Regions from separate parts of the Sus scrofa genome. Here region 2 is linked to region 1. Evidence: chromatin contacts called from public HiChIP or PLAC-seq data. All regions are on one chromosome and are shown on one strand. The core of a region is the stretch at or near the end of the contact, and the rest is flanking DNA. Distances in the headings are between cores, read along the strand shown.

Region 1 (3,504 bases), core at 543-3,042:
GCAGGGACCGAACCCGAAACCTCATGGTTCCTAGTCGGATTCGTTAACCACTGCGCCACGACGAGAACTCCCTAACCACTCTATTTTAAAGTGGCACCCCTTTCCACCCCATCACTCGCCATCAGATTTTTTTTTTTTTTTTTGAGCACTTTTCACCACTAGGCAGTATTTTTTTCATTCATTTTCCTGTCTTCTCCCTCATTAGGGTGGAAGCTGTGTTTTGTTCACTTAGTGCATGCAGTAAGCCCCCGAAAGAACTTCCAGAGTATCCACTGACTATCAACAAAAGAGCATCCTCAGGATGGATTATTATTTTGTTCTTCTGTTAGAATGAAGAAAGCATCAATTTAACTCCTACTATGTGCTGGGCACTGTAAATCCATGATTTTCCTTTCGAGGGTAAATTCACTACCTCAAGGTCACACAGCCTGTAACTTGCAGACTTCTGAGTTACCTACTTGTTTGTATAGCTCCTAAACCCCTCTCACTTTCCCCCTCCTCAGGGGGAGGGTTGTCATGTTATGGTTCACTCTCACATTGCCGTAACAACGAGAAAAATCAAATATTTCTAAACTGCTTTATCGTTATTAACACTTTTTCACCTAAGAATACAAAGCACTTGCCCAGAAAGCCATACAACAGGAAGTGCCTCAGAGTTCCTTATCCCCGCCCTCAATCACAGAAGTAGGGACTGGGGGAGGAGTCGGGGCCAACGGAGGAATGGAATCCTTATTTCTGGTACACCGGGATCAGGAAGCCGTGAGTCACCGCGTGAAGGCTTGCGCTACGTGAAACTCTGATAAAACCTGGTTATGAGGAAACCAGAGGTGAATCACAGAGCTGGAAGGCACTTTAGGCCCCATGGAGGTCAAACCCTGGCTGATGGATGGGAGAAATGAACCTCAAGAGGAAAAGTAACTTGCTCAAGTTCATTCAGCAAGTGAACAGGGGACCTCCTCTCCTCCCAGTTCCTTTTTCTCTCCATTCAGGAGGCTTCTAAAGGAGAATTCTGAGTCAGGGGGATGGGGAGAGAGGCCAGGGACAGCTCATGGATTCCCCAGAGGGGTTGGCAGAGGGTAGGAGTGGGACAGGAAGGACACAAGTGTTAGAATGGAGGGCAGAAAGGAGACAAGAAGGAGGCGGCGGCAGTATCTGGGAAGCTGGGTGAGGACAGACCAGAGGGAGGGGGAAATGTGGAGGAGAAAGGAACAGAGTGAGGACGAAGGAAGTGCTGTGAAACGAGGGTCTGAAAGGGCCTGGCAGAGTGGGGAGAGCCTGGGAGAAGAGGGCTGGAATGACAGTCTAATGAAGAAGTCCAGGGGGCGACACTGAAGGGAGTCTGACCGGGTAAGAGGTCCAGGATCCGAGCAAACACTAGCGCGAGTCTGGCGAAGGTGGAGTCCAGGCCAGGGAAGTCTGAGGGGGCCGGGCCAACTCACCGCGCTTGTTTTTAGTGCCGTGCTTCTTGGCGGCCGTCAGTTCCTGTTCGATCTTCTTCTCCAGGAATTCCTGTTTCTTACTTAGCATCTCCTCTGTGTCCCGCAGTCTCTGGATGGCCTCCTGGGGGGTCGGGCCGCCCTTGCCGGCCTTACCCCCTCCAGCCCCGAACAGCTTCCCAAACACCGACATGGTTGCTGCTCGCCGCGCCGGCCTGCGCCGCCCGCTTCGGCTCGGCTCGGCTCGGTTCCGGCGCCTGCTCCCAGCCCTGCTGCTCCCTGCCGCCGCAGGCCTCTTCGCCACCTCCGCCCCGCAGCTGGGCCCGGCCGAGCCACCTCCCACAGGCCCCCACGCCCGGCCCGGCCGGCGTCAGGGAAACACGCCGTGGACTACAACTCCCGAAGGGCAACGCGCGGGCCATGCCTCAAATTTAATGGAAGGAGGTGCGCTGCATGCTGGGAGACTGTAGTCTTCCGGCTTCAGGAGCTCTACGACGCATTTTTTTGGTCTAGCTAGAGTCAAAGGGCGAGATGGCATGCTGGGAAATGTAGTCTTCTTGGAACCAGCTCTGTAGAGGTAGAACAGGAAATGAGTAGTTTATAAAACAGTAATTAACGTTATGCACATTCTGTGATCCAGGCATTGTGAAAAATGCTTTACATTCATTATTACATTAAATTCTCACACGCCTATGAGAGATAATACTGTTAATTTTGTAGGTGAGTAACCAAGACTCAGAAATTGAGGGACTGATTAGCTTAACTTAGACGTATCTTCGCATATGCTGTTCCTCTACCTGCAGTGCCTTTCTACTCTTTATTCACCTAACAGGTTCTTCGAAACCTAGTAGAGGCTTAAGGCAAAGCTAGACTGCAAATGTTCAAAACTCACCTTGAATACTTACTTAGGCGCGTTACTTGCCCTATTCTCCGTACTTGCCTTTTCAAAACTGTAAACTGGAGATAACAACAGGACCACCTACAAGCCTGTGTGAGATAGGAATGTCAAGTGCTTATTTGGCATAGGCCTGGGTCATCATTATGCACAACAGCAATTAAACCAGGAGAAGACTCAAAACTTTCTTTTTTTCTTTTTTTTTTTTTTTTTTTTTTTTTTTTTTTTTGTCTTTTTTTGTCTTTCTAGGGCCTCACCCGAGGCACATGTAGGTTCCTAGGCTAGTGGTAGATTCGGAGCAGCAGCTGCCAGCCTAAACCACAGCCACAGCAATGCCAGGTCCCAGCCATGTCTGCGACCTACACCACAGCTCGAGGCAACGCTAGATCCTTAACCCACTGAGTGAGGCCAGGGATCAGACCCGCGTCCTCATGGATACTAGTCAGATTCGTTTCTGCTGAGTCACGACAGGAACTCCAGAATTTTCAAAAGTAGCAGAGGTATTTAGGATTTTCATGTGTATGTAGCTGCATTACACGACATTGTTTTTCCTTGTCTATTGCTGTCAAGAATCACTTCTCCATCCATTAGCAATGAGGCTGTAATAGCCAATACTTCCCCCAAGCCCACCAATCTAATTTGCCACTTCCAATCTTTTGCATATGTTAGTCTTGTATGAAAACAAAAAGTAAACCTGTTCTGAGTGACGATGTGAAGTGCTCTTCAATGAAGAAAATCATGGCTTCTTTTTTATTCCTTCCTGGACTCTCTTGCTTAGAAACAGTTTCAAATAAATGAGCCTAACTGAACTTTTCCTCTGTTATTTCACATAACCGAGTCTTGTCTCTTCCCTAGATTATTATCTACATGAAGACAAAAACATGCCTCAGATATTGTCATTGTTGTTGGAATCTGCCACAACACCTGCCTGCACAGACAGGTAACCATTCCCAGGGGATGGGAGAATCCACTTCACCCAACTTTCCAGTTGGAAGAAATTATGTGAGAGACGTGCTAGAACTGTCAAGAATTCACATCAGCATAAATTATGACACATAAGTCACACTTGTGTTTGTTTTATAAATGAGACATTGCAATGTTTTATCAAAATGAAAAATAAAACCAAGGAGGCTTCCATCAAATCATCTCATGGATACAGCACCTCTTCCACAT
Region 2 (3,504 bases), core at 496-2,995, 160 kb before region 1:
ACTATAGAGGACAAGCAAGGTTTGGTGGGGAGGAACATGCCACAAACAAAATAAAGGACGCAGCTCACTGCTTTAAACGGCTTAGGCCTTCCTTGAACCAAACCCCCAGGGAACTTCGGCGCTTGAGATCTGGAGTCGTTAGCATCCATCAAGTTCTAACGGGCAATATTAGCAAGAAATTCATAGCAACTTCCTTTCCCTCTTACCTCCCAAAGATCAAGAATGGCATTTCATCCATAGTGGACACTGGTCTCTCAACTAATGGTGTGACCCAAAGATTAAGTCAAAATCCCTTCTGTAACTGAGAGATTTCACAAGCTCGCACTAAGAAATAAATAACAGGTACTAGCACCACGGCTTTACACTTCTGTGCCTACTAACTGTAAATTGGAACACATTATTTAACCTTTCTGCGCGTGGATTTCTGCTTGTGTAAATGGGGATAACCCCAGAAGGCCATTGTGAGCATTCAATGAAATAAGACTTAGGAAGTTCCCGAGTCAAGTCCATTAAATGTTACCTGTTGGTAGTAAACACTTCCCTCAAATATCTGTTCTCTCCCTGAATCCACAATCACCCTGCGAAGCGACTTTCTTTCTCCTTTTGCACTGAGAAGCGAACTGAGGCCAAAAGGCTGCGTGCGTGAGGTGCGGAACACGGCCCCGGTCTTGGGCCTGCTGTTGTTCCTCCACAAGCCCTGGGTGTGCAACGAGCCCAGGACCGAGGAGGCGCTCAGGCCCGTGGGGAGCGAGGCGGGACCAGTTTTGCGCGCCTCCGGGAGCCCGCAAACCTTGCCCGAGAGGGAGAACCGGAAGAAGCTCGCGGCCGGAGCCAGAGCCCGGCCCGCCCAAGGCCTCCCCAGCGCGGCCTCCGCTCCCCCCTCCTCCCCTCGCCGGGCGGGGCGGGGCGCGAGCACAAAAGACTCCAACTTCCAAGCGGGCGCCGGCCCACCCCGCCAACTCCTGGCCCAGGCCCGGCCCGCGGGGAGATGGCGGGGAGGGAACGCCAGGGCAGCCGGGAGCGGGCGCGGGCGGGCCGGCGACCCGGGGCGGCGAGCCCGGGTGGAGGGAAGGTGCGGGGGGAGGGGGCCGGGAGTTACTCGGGCTCCCGGGACTCCCCGAATGGCCGAGAAAAGAGTTTCTAAAAATAGGCGACGGCCCGCGCCAGGAGGTAGGTGACCAAAAAGGAATAAGGAGCACCCCCTCCCCGCACCTTTAAGAAGACGCCCGCGGCCCCCACTCACCCGCGCACGGAGGTCTGGAGGAAGCCGCGCGGCGCTGAAGGAGGCGGTACCGCCGCACTCGGGGGCGGGAAGGAAGGAGGGAGAAGGCGGCCCCGGCCGCGGCGTGAGGAGCTGAGCACAGGCACGCGAATCGCCGCTGCCGCTACCGCCCCCTCAGCTTCTCTCTGCTCAGCCCACCCCGCAGCCGCGCTGCTCGCGCGCCCCGCCGCACTGACAGCCGCGCGAGCCCCGCAGCCGCGAGTCCTTCCCTCGGCCAGCACCACTGAGGCGCGCGGGGGTAGGGGAGCACGGAGCGGGCTCCGCGCCGCCCGCCGCTCCGGCCGTGGCCCAGTCGCCCTCTTCCCCCGCCTCTGTCTCCAAAGGGCACGGCGACTCAAGCGCGAGGAGTCCGTAGCGTCGCCCTGACACAGCCCGGCCCCCCACGCGCAAGGGCTCGTCCCACCTCTCCAGTCTAGCTTTGGAAAGGTCCAGAGCTTCGGCGGGGAGAAAAGGAAGGCGGGGCCAGGGCGGGGCTTGATGGGGAGGAGGGACAGAGATGGGAGGTTGGGGAGGCGGAGCTAGGGCGGAGAGAGACTTGCTTAAACCAGTATGAAGCGGAAGGCGGGGCAGGGCGGAGAGGGTGATGATGCCAGAGAGCAGAGACGCGCGACACAGGTATGGAAGACAGTGGAGGCCTCGCAGAGTGGAGAACCCGGGCAGTGTGTGAGAGGAGGGGTGTGGGCGGGGCTAAATGGAGGTTTGCCCAAAGGAGACGTCAAGGGTGGAGGGAGGCCCGGCGAGTCTGGGGGAGGAGAGGCTCTTAGAGGAGGGGTCTGGAGGCGGGGTTGAAAGAAACCCAGTACCCGAGGAAAGATTGAAGCCGGGCAGAAGGAGGCGGGCCCGGAAGCCGAGCCGGGAGAAGGGGCCCAAAGGTGGCCACTCTGGGAAGGAGCCGGAAGGAGGCGGGACCGAAAGGGTGACCGGGGGTGTGTGTAGGGCTGGGACTGGAGGTGGGCGGGGCCTGAAGACGCGGCCCAAACAAGTTGGCGGTGGGCAGTGCTCGAGGGATGCGGAAGAGAAGTAGGAAGGAAGGCAAGGTCCTTTCACTTACAGGGAACCTGGTGTGTGCACTGGGCGAGGATCCACGCTGCCAGTTGGGTCTGGGAGAAGACACTGTCATGAGGACGTGTCTGGGGAGGACCTGAAAAAAGGTTAAATTCAAATAACTTTACCCTTTTGGAAATTTTTTGTAACTTGATGTGGGTCTGGATGTGTGTCCTCCCTCCTAAATATTTCTCCTGTGAGAACTCTCACCTAGATCCGTGTTCTAGCCTCCACTGTGAGGACAGTAAGACCTTCAGCCCTCAGCTATAGACTTGCATTGTCCGGCCTATTATTGTATTTTTCCCATCACATCCCCCAAAACCTGCCTAGGAGACGGGATTTCCCCAGCACTGGACACAGTTTGAAATTAATCCTGCCCAGACCAGCCATTATAGCTACACTTGTGTAGTTTGATAACCTCTGACTCTTCCCTTGAAAAGGAAGAGAAATCAAATTAGAGTTGATGACAACTAAGACCAAGACCAGGAATGTTCTCCCCCCACCTCTTCTAACTTCTGGTTCCTTCTTATGCCTTACATCTCTGATTAAAATCACCTCCTCAGGAGTTCCCGTCGTGGCGCAGTGGTTAACGAATCTGACTAGGAACCATGAGGTTGCGGGTTCGGTCCCTGCCCTTGCTCAGTGGGTTAACGATCCGGCGTTGCCGTGAGCTGTGGTGTAGGTCGCAGAAGCGGCTCGGATCCCCCGTTGCTGTGGCTCTGGCGTAAGCCGGTGGCTACAGCTCCGATTCAACCCCTAGCCTGGGAACCTCCATATGCCGCGGGAGCCCCCTAGCCTGGGAACCTCCATATGCCGCGGGAGCGGCCCAAGAAATAGCAACAACAACAACAACAAAAAAGACAAAAAGACAAAAAAAAAAAAAAAAAATCACCTCCTCAGAGGCCTTCCCTGAACACCCAGCTTATAAGATATTTGGTCTCTTGTTCATTTCCTTTATGGTATTTCTTTTCCTTTTTTTCTTTTTTGCCATGCTCATGGCATGAAGAAATTCCTGGGCCAGGGATTGAACCCATGCCACAGCAGTGACCCAAGCCACAGGGGTGACAATGCTGGATCTCACTGAGCCACAAGTGAACTCCCTTTCATGGCATTTCTTTTTTTTTTTTTAATTATTTTTATTTTTTTCCATTATAGTTGGTTTACTCGTGGCATTTTTT

What was found. HiChIP or PLAC-seq counts read pairs in DNA pulled down with a chosen protein or histone mark.
Region 2: an H3K27ac HiChIP or PLAC-seq map of skeletal muscle shows a contact between it and region 1. The contact joins the promoter of RALY here to the promoter of CHMP4B in region 1. A contact is called at or near these places in 2 of 5 promoter capture datasets (fetal liver and liver), 5 of 47 Hi-C or Micro-C datasets (brain, embryonic fibroblasts, heart right ventricle and 2 more) and 2 of 2 datasets of contacts at active chromatin or transcription factors (alveolar macrophages and skeletal muscle).

The regions. Positions count from the first base shown.
Region 1 is chr17:37,283,710-37,287,213 of Sscrofa11.1, reverse strand. CHMP4B (charged multivesicular body protein 4b) reads right to left here and starts at 1,792. Exons shown (of 5, transcript XM_003134402.6): 1 at 1,440-1,792. The coding sequence starts at 1,629.
Region 2 is chr17:37,446,068-37,449,571 of Sscrofa11.1, reverse strand. RALY (RNA-binding protein Raly) reads right to left here and starts at 1,745. Exons shown (of 10, transcript XM_001929104.6): 1 at 1,244-1,745.